Regions from separate parts of the Zea mays genome. Here regions 2 and 3 are each linked to region 1. The links are chromatin contacts, called in public Hi-C maps. All regions are on one chromosome and are shown on one strand. The core of a region is the stretch at or near the end of the contact, and the rest is flanking DNA. Distances in the headings are between cores, read along the strand shown.

Region 1 (4,750 bases), core at 1,510-4,009:
TAGCTCTTTGATTGCTTTCTGAAAACATGAAATCGTACTATCACAGGAAAAATCAAACGCTATAACAGTGAAAGATGGAAAGGGGTCCAAGCTTTCACATACCTCGACACATGCCAATGCGTACCCAACATCAGCGTCTGAAATCTGGTAATGGATGACGAACCTAATACTGCACGACACAGAAGTTCGAATACGGACAGTTAAGTTAAATGCGGACCTTACAAAAACTCGATATGATTATAGACTTGCTTGGAGTAAAAGGTTGGTTCTGCTAATTGAACATGGAGTTTCAGCCAGACTATGATATGCAGTCTAGCTTGTTACCGGAAATGGGAGGCAATGTTGCACAAACAGCCAAAGTGATGGTAGGAATAAAGGATCGGCCAAGAGAGGCCATGTTTAAATGCACTAGAGTTAATAGTTAGCTGCTAAAATTAGCCAAAATCATCCAAATAGTCTAACTAATAGTCCAACTATTAGCTATTTTTAGCAAATTAGCTAATAGTTAGCTAGATATTTGTTAGCTACCTAATTCAACTAGTAATTTTTAGCTAACTAACTATTAGCGCTAGTGCATTCAAACACAGAATGAAACTTCACCTTTTTGAATTGGCTGGCAGTGCAAGCACGTTGTCCTGTTCCAAGACTTGACACAGTTTGTCAGGTGATATTCTTGGATCCATGACCTCAAAGAATACCTTACAAAGAGTTGATATGTGCATATAAGATCCTAATTACAGTTAACAGTGGGAAAGTAAGAGGATCAATTAAATGGTACAGCAGGCTAACCATATTGGTCTCGACCGAAGCTGAATCCACTGTAATCTGCTCGATTTTCTTCAGTCCCTCTAAGAAAATGAACCCAACAAGACATACAAAGCTTCAATACCCAAACTCCACAAACAGAACTAACGTAAAGTTGACAAGCAAACCAATTTGCAAACATCGTCAGTTGTGGTTATCTAAATAAAAGTGAATTTTGGTTCGGAAACGGAAGTACGAAACCTGCCAAAGCTTTAGCCTTCCTGTGGTCATCCGCAAGCTTTCCCACAGTGTCACGAACGGCAACATGAGCAGCAGCACAAAGAACTCCCACCTGTCTCATTCCACCGCCTAGGGTCTTCCGGAGAATTCTGGCCTAAAGGTTTGTTCAGATTACTACTATTTCTTGATCTCTATAGTTTTTTTCCTTCAATGAAGTTGCATCTCTGCAGTTTAAACTTGGAAGTCGATTGATCTGACCTTGTCAATGAAGGCCTTCGAACCAACAATCACTGATCCGACGGGTGCGCCTAACCCTTTCGATAGGCATACCTAGTTCCGGAGAAAATAATCACCAGTCATATGTTAGCTACAGCCAAATATATGCAGGCTGTATACCGAGCACAATGACCAGCAAACCGAAACATACCGAAACTGAATCAGCAGCTTTCACGAGTCTATCTACAGGAACTCCAAGTGCCTGGTACAATGAACAAGATGTGTTAGTACTTTGATAAGAGGCTAGGACGCTCTGGACAGATGTTTAAAAAGTGAGAATAGCTGCTAGTAGTATGCTCCATGCTTAGACATATGGTTGTGGTTCATCATTCAGATGTCAGCCCTCTAAAATTTTCATCTCCGAAGACAGAACAGTGAAATATATAGTCTAATTGGTCGTTTTACTAACTTTGTTGCAGATAATATCAGAAACAAATATAAATAAAATCACAGTACAGCACATGCATGTACCATACTACTCACCACAGACGCATTGAAGATGCGAGCTCCATCGATATGAAGCTTCAAGCCATGGCTCTTGGCAATTTCACCAACCTTGTCAGTGTATTCTACAGATAAACACTTTCCACCAGTACTGCAGAAACAGTGATACATACATACGAATTAATAAGATGAGAAAAAGGTTATATGTTCTACTCGGGGAGTATGTCACATTGTTTTCCCCCCTCTTCTTCTCTCTTCTGATCCTGTCCACTCCAGCGAGAGGACGGCGGATCTCGCCGCGGAGAGGAGGATGAAGAGGAAGGTAGAGAAAAGCTCGGGTGTGAGACGGGGATGAAACATCCGAACAGGAGCGAGACTCGGAGGAACAGGTATCTGTGCAAGTGCAACTCACTTCCCATGTGTGTTCTCCAAGCAGATCAATCTGGTCGTCGGGTAATGGAGATCAGGATGCCTGATGGCGGCAACGATCTTGTCGATATCCATGGTGCCGTCGGGGTTGTTCTTCACGGTCCTGGGGTGCACGCCGCCGATGGTGGAGATGCCGCCGTTCTCGTAGACGTGGATGTGCGAGTTGTCGCCGAGGATGGCCTCGCTGCCCCTGACGTCGCAGTGCACGAGGACGGAGATGAGGTTGCCCATGGTGCCCGACGGCACGAACAGCGCGGCTTCCTTGCCCATGACCGCGGCCATCTCCGCCTCGAAGCGATGCGCGGTCGGGTCCGCGCCCAGGACGTCGTCGTCGACGTCGGCGGCGGCCATGGCGGCCCGCATGGCCTCGGAGGGCTTGGTGACCGTGTCTGACCGGAGGTCCACCACCTTGCTCGCCATTTGGTGCTGCTCTAAACCTCTCTAGCTAGCTACAGCCTACAGCTCCCGATTAAAAATACACAGACGCCAAAGCTCACGAATTGGATGCTCAAATGGTCCGTCCGCGCTTTGTATTTCAGATATGGTTTGCTTTCTCCTTCAGAATTGGCAATCCTTTCGCTCTTTTGGAAGTACCAGCACGATGGTTGATGCATTGATGCTCATTGCACTTGCTGCCAACAGAACAGAACGGAACACCAACGTGGCAACTAAAGTCCTACACGCGAGAGGCCAAAAGTACAGAAAGCCACAAGGCATCAGCACCACTCAGAGTCACCCCCGTCCAGGACACCCGCTCGCTACCAAACGAACCAGCCGAGGGAGTAGGTACCAAAACCCGAAAACGCTAGATATGAATGTGGGTATTAGATGATTTATCTATCCACAGGATTAAAAAAAGGTTTATATGACAAGCGCGTGAAAAGCAACTTTTATTTATTAACTATTATTTATTTATTGAAACAACTGAATTGATAAGCTGCTGCAACCTATTTTATACAACTTTAGTTCAAATCTGTGAAAAATGTGGAATTAGCTTGATAGATTTCTTTAGGTCTCTCGAAGAACCCTAACCACTAGATTAATACCAAAACAGATCATACCTTCGATTCAATCGCTATCACGTTGGTTGGTGACGCTCTGCGCAAGGACAGCAACGTTCGGGAAAGCGAGCTCGATGTCGATGGTGAGCTTTCTGTTGCTGACAGCCTCCCTCTAAATCGGTTTAGGATTTAGAGGTGGGAAAACATAGATGAGTATTGTAAACCTCGTACTGAGTCAACCCTCACCTCTCTATTTATAGGGCTGGTAATGGATCGCGATCCAAATGCTTCTTCACAAATTGACAGAGCCTTAAATAAAATTTAGTTAAAAAATGAATGGAAATAGAGCCCGATTCTAACCCGATCTGATCCTTAAATTTTATAATGTAAAATTTAGAGTCTATTGTCACCCCTATGCACAACAGGGGTCTACCAACCTAATCTTGGGCTATACGTCCCCGATCAAGACGCAAGGTTAAAGGCCCAGTTCACCGTTAGGTGTTAGGCTAACTGGTGGAGATCAATTCCAACAAAGCTATATCAACCATTGTCTACCATGGAGCGGCCCGGTAAGGGCTTGGTTAGCTCTCAATCCATGTGGATTAAGTGGAATTGGATGAGTTTAAATTACAAGCAAGTCAAACTTCTTAATTTTTTCTAATATCATCTAATCCATACGAATATCCAAACAAGACATAAGGCGATACATTGAGCTGGGATTGATGAGTGATGACTGACAGTGCAGCTGTCTTCCATTCCATGCCATCAACTAAACGCACGCACCTGGAGCACGCCACCATTAGCTCATTTCTACATTTGATAGATTCCTATCCTTATAAGTAATCAGTGCGGCAACATAGCTAAAGAAACTGTATTGTCTGGGCAACGTATGTTCTGCATTTGCAATACTTCATTGCATCCGTCTTACCAGGAAGCGGAAACGGACCAGGTAATTCTGAGAAGGTAAGCTATAGAGCACAAGAACGAACACATCCGAGTGAAGAGTAAACAGCAACAGCCATCCGGCAAAGGTGTGACTACAAATTAACAGCTAGATTTTTTTTTGGATCAAACGGGCACACGAGTGGTGTGCCCTATTTCATTAATAGAGAAGAGTTTTAACAGCTAGCGTTGATAACAAACAAGCAGGACACCCTGCTGACGTCTAGTGCCAATATGAGTTTTTGGCAGTACCATTCGTCAAATGCTCCAACTTTGTACCGCCCTTCAGTAGCTCTTCAACAGCTTTCTGAAAACAAGGAATATGTACCATGATGTCCACACTATCGCTGACGAAGTGAAAACTGAAAGCAGTTCAGGGCTCCTTTTTTTTTTTTTTGCGTACCTCGACACACGTCAATGCATATTGAACATCGCTGTCTGAAATCTGGTAATGGATGACGAACCTGACACTGCATGATACGAAGCACAAAGCTCAATATGGATAGCTAACCTTGGATGTGCCCTTCATTAAAGATACTACTGCAGGTGTTTAGATTAAGGTTCTGACTTGCTATGTGATATGATTTGCCTGCCAACCAATCAACCCAGTAGCTTGCAATATTTAAAGGTCTGTTTGTTGTAAAATTTGGGACTGTGTTTACCAATGGAGTTTG
Region 2 (4,750 bases), core at 934-3,433, 250 kb after region 1:
AAACACACACTTGCCTTTTTGTTTAAGCAAAAGTGTATGGTGCTACGTGTCTGATGACTAACGATGTACGAGGGAATTTCTTCCGGTATGTGTGGAACATGCTCTCCAATGATGAGACCATGCAAATCGTGACATATATCGAAGTCTGCATGATACTGATGGTTGTAATGTAGTGCTGAAACAGATAGATTATAAATAACAAAATTTATGTATGGCCAGAATCACAAATTGATTATGAAACATTTTCTCATAACGGTATAACACACATTTTGTATATAAGTTATCGTAGTATACTGGTATTATATATTCTTGTTGCAACGCACGGGCATTCAGCTAGTATATACATATGCCTTCAATGGAGCTATAGTTTGTTTCATGGTCATGGCTTGAGATTTACAGTGATCGCGTCATGTGTTTCAAGATTTAGAAACTCGTAATGCCATCTGTATGGGTACACAAAGTTTATATATTTACCAATGATCGTGTTATACATTCTGATTTATTATTTAGGATCAGACTTTACAATGAATAAAAAAGAAAGCTACCAAAGATAAGACAAAAAGATGGCTTACTTGAGCTTATCTCGTGACATTATAGTAAGTAAAATAGGAATGATATTATTAAGCTTTTGAGATTTTGATTACAAACTATTTAACAAGTTGAAGAACTTCAAAATCAAAGTTTAAACAAAAAGGATAAAAGATATGACAAAAACTTTGAAACATCGACAAGTGGACAGCTTATTGAGGATCACCAGAGCACCCGCTGTGTGGTTTCCAATAGATCTGGCGAAGTGCATTTTTGTAGAATATTCTAGAGAATTTACAACCTTTGCAACGAGTACATGCTCGGCAGTAATGAACTTCGGATCTACTAGATATGGACAGATTATTGAAAGGTCAGTGTGCATAACACAGGGTACGGTGACCCCGCACACAATTTCTCATCAGATGAACATGAGTTTTTTTTAATAATCCTATACATAAAAATAACAACTTCTAGTTAGAAGATACGACCAAAACACAAGAAAATTATAGTACCGCCGTAGATTCAATGCGCTTATATATAGTTTTGAACTAACAAATCATTGAGTGAAGTCTAGTAACTTGGCCACAGCATAGTATCATTATACAATCTGGTACTGGTGTTCACAAGATCATCCGGTCGGTGTTTAAAAAAAATACCGGTCGAGCAACATCTGGTGGGTTTGGTAATTTGGTTTATGCTATTTTGATCCACTAGTCAATTTTTAGGAAAAAAAACTACATAATCCCTCACCTTTTTTCTTTTATATCTATTTCACTCTTGTAGAAGTAGTAGAAGTCGATACTGAATAAAAACCAAGCGAACATGTGTCAAGCACCTTAGACTTTTATAAACCAGCTGTTCAATCCCAGTCCAAACTAGTTCACACTGATATGATAACTTTAGGCATCTACACTTCACTTCATATATCAAAACAACGTTGAACTAGACATAGTCACTTATACATTACTCCAACTAAACTTTAGTTCTAGGTGGTCTATTTTTTTTGAATTTATTTGGTGATTAAACTTAGTTTAACTAAATTTTAGATCTAAGTGATCTGAACATGTCTTAAGAGAAGTTTGTCCTAGAAACTTCCAAATGTAAAAGAAACACCATTGAACAGGAAATTTATTTGGTGATTCTCTCTGCTCCATAAAAATATCATTCTCATTTCCCAAGTTGTCAAAATTTCCATCTTTAGCCAAATATATATAGAACTACTAATATATTTATATATAATAATTATTACTAGATAGATCTTTAAATATATTTTTTATAATAAACTTATTTAAGATACAAATGCAACTAATATTTTCTGAGAATGTAGTTAAATTTTAACTTTAAAAATATCCAGCCCATATCTATATAAATAAATAAATAAAATGCTCAGCACACCTCACATTCTCAACGTGTCTCCCTCGAGGCCCATTATCCCATACCATCACCTGCGAGCTGGTTCTAGACAAAATATATTCAAAGTCCAAGGGAGGAGATGAAAATCTCATACCCATGGCATGACAAATAAAGACAGGCATGGGCCCGGTGCACGCTCCTTCCAAAAGGAGCCGATCTCAAAAACAGAACAGTGTCCGCATTTCAAACTGGGCTCCATAAAGTTCTGTCGCCTCGCCTGTGACCTGTAGGGTGTAGGGTAGCAGCAGGCAGCGGAGGGGAGAGAGAGAGAGGGGGGATGGATTCTCAAGCGCCGCTTCGTCCTCCTCTAGCTTTCGCCTGCTTCATCTTCCTTTGCTCATCCTTCTGCGCAGCAAATGGGATGTACGACAGGGTTGGTGCGGCGGCGTCAGATGGGGAGAGCAGGAGGATGCGGCTGCACACCGACGGGAGCCGCGGCGACGCGCACGCGTGGCCTGGGTACCTCTACACCCGAGCAGTTGGGAGATGCACACCCCAGTAAGCAACTCAAACCACTCCCAGTCCCGTTCTTGGAATCAAATGTAGTGCCTTCCTTAGGTCGATGTTAAGAGGGTCTAGCTTTCAGTTGGTTAGTCCAGCAACTTTTGTTGCTCATTGTGTCGAGCACATATGTCGAGCACATATCCTGTGCAATCACTCATTTTGGTGCAAGCGTGCAATCAAACTATCCAGAGCATCCAATCTAGATCCTACGGTTTCATATGGAAGAGGTTAAAAGTAAAATAGGCACTATGTTTTAGGAAGACATTGAATCTATCCTGGTCAAGGAAGTAAATGAATAAGAGGCTGCATCTTGGGATGTTCCTGCGTGTAATCTTTCCTGGTCAAGGAAGTCGGTGGTTTTAGATACCTCCAGAGTACACACTGACACTGTAGGAGCTGGATGCTCTGTAGCGTACTAAACCGAACCTTTTAAGTTCAGGATGCAGAGAATGAGAAGGCATGAAAATGAGAGCCTTTTTGGTTGGTTGATGCAAGATGTGTCCCAAAAATTTAATCTTCTGGGGATTGGTAGATCTCAAATAATTGCCGCTTCAGCCATAAAATTCCAGTTTTTTCGTACTTATACTATTGCAGCGCAACCCTTTGCGAGCCCACCACCTCAAACGTCCTTACTTGAAATACCTTGTCGTACACTCCATCCCGAGCTAAAATTCCTAAGCAAACCATCCCATGGAATCGTCCTGGTAGGCTGTACAGCACTTGCTCCATCGAGTACGTTTCGGCTTTTGAACAAGAAGTTAGGACGTTGTCTGGTCAGGTAGAGATGTCGTTGAGCCATTGGCAATTTTGCCATTATCATTTGTGGGCTTCGCCAGTATGCCATCAGACCCACAAATCATAGACACAGACGGTCCCACCAGTCATAGACACGGGATGGCATAATAACAGGCAGCCAAAATTGAGAGTGGCAAAATAGCAAATTTCTCAGATGATGTCGTTGTAAGTTGTAACAATGTTCTTCCTTGGTAATCATGTCACTCCTTATTTGCAGTATCTGTATGTGGCGCAATTTTCCATTTTTTGAGTTGGTTGTTGTGAGTGCTCAACCATCATAAAACAGCTCCTGTCCTGGCCTAGTCCCATGACATTAGGACCATCCACATTGGTTTCATTAATTATACAAATCTATGAGCATTTCGTCGATCTCAAGCTTTGGTTGTCGTTGTTGTCCTGTTGTGGGGCGTCCTGTTATTAAGAGAAGTTGTTTGGGCTTGTGGCCTTGGGGGGCGTTCTCTGCAATAGATGCATTGCTATCATAACATCTGTGTGATCCAGTTCTGTGGATCACGCCTTTCTACATACGATTTTTATGGCGACAAGTCAGCAAAATGGCTACAACTACCTGCTGGTGCAGCTTGGTAAAAAAAAAAATCCCATCCATGGTGAGTTTTTAAAAAATAATCATAGTTATGGCCTTATGGGTACTGACAACCAGCTAATTGCTAAACAATATCGAGTCCAAAAGAGTCCTTCCATGAATCTAGGGAAGGAAAAACACATCTAGGGAATAAAAAGAGTTCTTGATCAGTTTTATACATCTGGCAATCAAATAAAACTTGGGAACACGTTCCTTTTCCTTTACATCATAGTAGTTATTAGCTGTTGGCCTACTGATGCTCTTTCTGTATGGAACACAACTTCCTTTTTGGATTGTTTTTCCTCAGTACTAACATCTATTTGTGAGTGTCTGCCAAACACTATAACTGTTTATTAAGATGTTGGCGAGATCCTCGTATCAATATCACATTACCGTCTGCAAACACACTGCAGATTCTGGAGCAGCGGAGCCGAGCCCTGGCCCAACATCGTCCCACAGGAAGCGGCGGTGGCGAAGGTGTTCGGGTCTAGGTCCGTGGAGCGCTACGGGCCGCGCCTCACCCTGCTGGAAGCTACCATGAGGACCGACGATGCCGGTGGCAGCGCCTTCGTGAAGCTCGTGAAGCAAGGGAGCGCCGCCCTCCTCAACGCCTACGCGAGGAGAGGGTTCCCTTTCGACTCCTGGGAGGTGAAGGCCCTGCTGCTGGAGGCGCTGGTGTCCGAGGATGCCGCTGTGGTCCAGGCGGAGCGGTTTGAGCAGGCCAACGAGTCCTGCGTTTGATCTTCGATGGATGAAGATGCAACGATGGTGCCGCTGTAGTATCGTGTTCCTGGTTGGTCACCACTTCTGTGACTTTGGCGTTGAGGTTTCTGAAGCCGCAACTCTGTCCAAGTCGGCATGTTTCTCTAGATGCCGGGCTTTGTGTAATGCTGTGTGCACTGATGTGTAGTAGGTTGTAATCTACGG
Region 3 (4,750 bases), core at 1,395-3,894, 160 kb before region 1:
GCGATTCACCTTTGCCTCAAGTGCCCATTTGCTTTGGAAGTGTGGGAGTTAGTCAGGTCGTGGACCAATAATCTGATCATGCCGCCCAGCTCAGATATTCAGAGCTTCGATTCATGGTGGGCTGCTGTGCTCCAAAACAAATCGAAAGAAGATCAACTCACTGTTTCGGGTTTGCTTATGTACTTCACCTGAAATATTTGGAAGGAGCGGAATCGGCGTATTTTTGAGGGCAAGCAAGCATCGACACAAGTGGTCTTTCATCTGGCCAAACAAGAAATGGCGTTGAGACGAGCTGCAGTTGGGCATCCATGTGTAGTGTAATGTCTTCTCTTTTTTGGATTGTGTTTGAGTGTTTTTCGTTATATGTAATAGCAACTTTTTAAGACTCTTGTTTCCCTTCTCTCCTTAAATGAAATAGCAGAGCTCCTGCACTAAGTTTTCAAAAAAAAAGTTTCGGTATGTTGCAGTTTTCAGAGCAGTATGCTACGCTACGTAGTACATACATGTGAATGGACTACAGATGCATGTGCGATGATGCTTCTATTCTTATTTATCTTTGAAACTTAAACTTCAGGTATGCCTGTCTAAAGGTTTAGGCGCCCCCGTTGGATTCAAAGGCCTTCATTGACAAGATCTGTTCATGTGTGTTTCTATGTTTAAACTGCAGCGTTGTATTATTGTAAAAAAGAAAAGAACTGCAGGTTACAATGGAAATATGATTATAAGAATAATACCTTCAGGCCAAAACTCTTCGGAAGTCCTGAACTTGTCACTCTTGCTCATTTTCCTGGAAGGGCTGAACAGAATTGAACAGTTTACAGTGGACTCACTGTGAGGATGTACATTATTTTTAAAATATGATTTAACATTTCAATGTCCTTGTTAATGCTATCTTATTATCATTCTTCTTGACTTTCTGGAGTATTACCATTACTAACATCAATGATGTACCAAAATTAGGAATATCGACTGTTTTTTAACCCACACAATACCATTATACTACATCCATTCTAACTATTCATATGACCTCCTTTACTTATTCAGTGTCAAGCTTGTCCTTGATTACCAAATTTCAGATACCGATGTTCAATATGAAGTGAGATGTTTTAAGGTAGAGATGCAAAGGCTTCCGCCGTTTTTATTTTTTACTATAACCGTTCCGGTTTATGTGTGGCAGTGTGATTATGTGAAAATGTCACTGATATGTTCTTATGTTTTCAGAAAGTTATTGAAGAGACACTGATGAAGTACTGAATTTGAGCATTCGGTAGGTCCTACTACGAAGAACTCGTACGGGCACTAGGACACCCTGATCAGATGCATCATCTCGGTAGCTTTTCCTATAAGGTCTTGTTCGGTTATTCCCGTCCTGTGTGGTTGAATGTGATTGAAAAAAATTATGAAGGATTTTGACTTATTTGGAATTTAAACTCATCCAGTCCCACTCAATCCACATGGATTAAGAGAAAAACGAACCAGCCCTAATTGATTCGAAGATATTGGAGCCACACCAAGCCTTTGCTGAATAAGTGTTGCTTTTCACTCGTTTGTCGGATGTGTCCATTCTTGTGCTTTAGAGCATCTCCAATAGACTCTTTATTTTTTGCTCTCTATTTAACTCTCTATTTAATTTTTTATAATGGTTGCACTCTATATGTAGCATCTCACTCCAACAGACTATCTATTTAGTTTTGCTAGTCAGATGATTAGCCAAATTTAGCTAGTGAGAGAGCAAATTTAGATAGTCAGATAGCTTGACGAGTCAAATAGCTAATCTGTTGGAAAGTTATTTTGCTATTGAATAGCCAAAATTTAGTTTGACGAGTTATTTAACTAGTCTCTTGGAGATATGCTCTTAGTCTGTCTGCGTAGAATTGCCCGATCCATGTTCACTTCCTGGTAAGATGGATGTGGTGAAAATAAATGAAAATGAATAGGTCTTTCCCTAAAATAAAAAGGTAAATGGGACAACAGAAGGAAAAAATTAGAACAGGACCTATAATATACAGAGACATGACAATGGAAACCAAAGGTAAAACCCAAGCATTTCGTTGCAGAATGCGGAAAATATGACCCGGCTTCAATTAGAAGATGATATATGTTGGGTGTTTTTTAATCTTTCGAAAGTCCTGGTACATTTTCCGGCTTCAATTAATAATCTGAAGAGAGTTACATGTGTCTAGGGGTGGTAATTATTCATGGTCTAAATGTTTCTTTACTAACTGTTAGGGTATTAAATTAATTTTAGTTTAAAAATGAATAGAGATATAATCTGATTCTAATATGATCTGTTTCTTAAATTTTATAATGTAAAATTTAGAGCCATTGCCATCCTAGGCGCATGGGGAACAAATGCAAGAAGCCGAACTCTTTAGTGTTAGTCTCTGCGTGAAACATGGATGTTTGGGCTTCATGCTTGACACTTGACAGGATTTCATAACCTGTCCCCAGTTTAAGACTTCAAGTCTTGATTTTATTTCAAAACGTTTAGGGCTTAGGCGCTTAGCTAGGAAAGGCTTATCATTCAGGACATGCAAAGCTAGCAGCAGTAGGGTATGAGTTGTTCTATCTTATCACACCATTGTCATGGTCTGCTGATGCCTCCATCAGTACAACTACCACATGTTGTGTCGTTTGTGAAGATGCTCTTCGTTTCTGTAGCTCCTTCAGCTGTTCACGCACTCCTCCCTGCTGCCCATCGCGCCAGGACAATTCTGTAGTCCAAGCTACGCACGCACCGCTGCGCCCTAGAGCGCGCTACGCACCCAGAGCAATGTCAGCGTCATAGGCATTGTGCTGGCCGCAGTACACGCACAGTACAGACGCTGCTGCTACCTGGCGAGCTGCACATACAAGAAGCAGTGGCATTGGCACTGTTGGCTGCTGGGTGCAAAACCCTGACCTGGCGACGAGCGGGATCCAGAGTTCCAGACGAATCCAGGCAGAGAGGCGACCGATGCAAACGGGTGCGGCCGCGGGGGCCGCCTGCGCGCACGTACGGATGATGGCACGGCAGGTCGGCTAGTCTCGTGACGAGATCACGAGGAGGCGCCGACGATCTCGCTGCCGAGGGCGCGGGGCGCACCCGTACCGCGCTGGCGCCCGCCGCCGCGGAAACAGTCGTCTCATGGGCCATTTGTGCTGGTTCGGCCGTTTAGCTAGACCCAGGCCCGGGACGCTTCTGGCCTTCTATCTAGGCCCGCCCGCGCGCGCGCGGTTAGAAAACAAGGAGGACACGGGTAAAACTGCCGGGCCTGATGCATGCATTTGCGACGGCGGCAGACCTGTTCCATGTTTCAACTCCAAGGTGTTTCTAGTGACTATCTTTATCAATAAAAAAAACAGATCAGCAGATCAACTGGATTCAGACAAGCATGATAGGTTAGGAAGTCACTAGCAGTATGCCAGTATGTGTACGACATGCAAGGCGCCAACGTTATGTAGGAAGAAAGCTGTCAATATGGCAATTGTTGAGGACCATTTGTGACACTGGACACGGCCAGACGGTCCATCCTTAAGCACAACATGCTGTAACTGATGTTATACACATTACACTATCAATATTGCAGAGTATAGTATTCTTATTAAAGGGATCATAACGCCTAATAATAAAGGGTGAATTAGACAACTTTAAAATATATTTTTAAAATTAAGTTCTCTAATTATGACCTAATCAAAACCTATCAAGAAGGTAATTTTGCTATCTTTATCGTAAAAGAGTTATGCAACCTAAGTTACAATCATATCGCTAGCCTAGCAAGCTAACATAGGCAAGTAATAAATAAAGTATAAAAGGTTAATTGAGATATAGATGCAAACTCTCCTCGATGACTTTGGTATTTTTACCGAGGTATCGAGAAACTCACACTTTTCTCTTGTTCTTGCTGGATTCCCTCGCAATGATGCCCTTGCAAGGGCCAAGCTCCTGGCCGAGTAACTTCTTGGATAGCCATCAGGTCTTCTTAGCGCACAAGTGGATCTCTGAGATGGCCTATCTTGAATCGCTCCATGTCGTCGTCACTATCGATCTCTCGAACGATAAGAAAAATGGAACAATGCCCATTTATAGTTAAAATTTTGGTGTTTGATGATCAACATAACCATTCAAACTAATATTATTTGGTAGTGTTTTTTTGTTATAGCTCAAATGATACAAAGTGGGCTTGGATGAAGGCTAAGGGTCATCTGAATGGTCAACATCTCAAGCAAGACATTGGAAGGCATGATTGAAGACCTTCGAGTACATGCAAGAGTCCAAGGAACAAGATGGAAGAAGACTAGACCAATACATATGAAGAAATAAAAAACATATTGCTCAATAGCACCAGATGTGTCTAGTGAGTCACTAGATCTGTGTGACTTTGTACCAAAGAAGGGTTATTGTAATAGAGTACACCATACTAGCAGGTGTGCATCGAATATGCTACTCGGATAATTCTGTGACATGTTTAGAGAGATCCACAAGGCACCGAATGGGGTCCTCAAAGATGGTTGCAAAGTGAACATAGAGGGCTACAATAGACTAGACTTGCATGGTGTAGCACCGGTCAAAGCACCAGATGCCATAACTCAAATAGTTGACAACGTCTAGTTCCAATGACTAGCTAATGTGGACATACATCATTTCATCCGGTGTGAGCACCAGAGTGTCTAGTTAGTACCCAGATTTCCTATGTCACTTCTAACAACTAGTTATAGACTTGGATCTATATATGCCATCCCAATTGATCATTTGAAAGGTGTGGGAGAT

The links. A called contact is a pair of places that touch in the nucleus more often than the background predicts.
Region 2: a contact with region 1 is called in a Hi-C map of tassel, with 5 times the contacts expected there. The contact joins the promoter of LOC100194081 here to the promoter of LOC100272842 in region 1. A contact is called at or near these places in 8 of 25 Hi-C or Micro-C datasets (ear, endosperm, leaf and 3 more) and 1 of 3 datasets of contacts at active chromatin or transcription factors (leaf).
Region 3: a contact with region 1 is called in a Hi-C map of tassel, with 5 times the contacts expected there. The contact joins the promoter of LOC100276010 here to the promoter of LOC100272842 in region 1. A contact is called at or near these places in 2 of 25 Hi-C or Micro-C datasets (ear and tassel).

The regions. Positions count from the first base shown.
Region 1 is chr2:30,788,223-30,792,972 of Zm-B73-REFERENCE-NAM-5.0, forward strand. LOC100272842 (putative threonine aldolase family protein) reads right to left here and starts at 2,760. Exons shown (of 9, transcript NM_001254834.2): 1 at 2,117-2,760; 2 at 1,744-1,855; 3 at 1,412-1,462; 4 at 1,243-1,314; 5 at 1,006-1,138; 6 at 790-848; 7 at 601-698; 8 at 103-169; 9 at 1-18. The coding sequence starts at 2,553. LOC100274124 (putative threonine aldolase family protein) reads right to left here. Exons shown (of 10, transcript NM_001365814.1): 9 at 4,480-4,546; 10 at 4,200-4,383. The coding sequence ends at 4,300.
Region 2 is chr2:31,034,509-31,039,258 of Zm-B73-REFERENCE-NAM-5.0, forward strand. It overlaps LOC100194081, which reads left to right and starts at 2,184. Exons shown (of 2, transcript NM_001139136.1): 1 at 2,184-2,439; 2 at 4,237-4,750. The coding sequence starts at 2,219. The coding sequence ends at 4,564.
Region 3 is chr2:30,625,453-30,630,202 of Zm-B73-REFERENCE-NAM-5.0, forward strand. LOC100276010 reads left to right here and starts at 2,645. Exons shown (of 1, transcript NM_001149904.2): 1 at 2,645-3,581. The coding sequence starts at 3,128. The coding sequence ends at 3,397.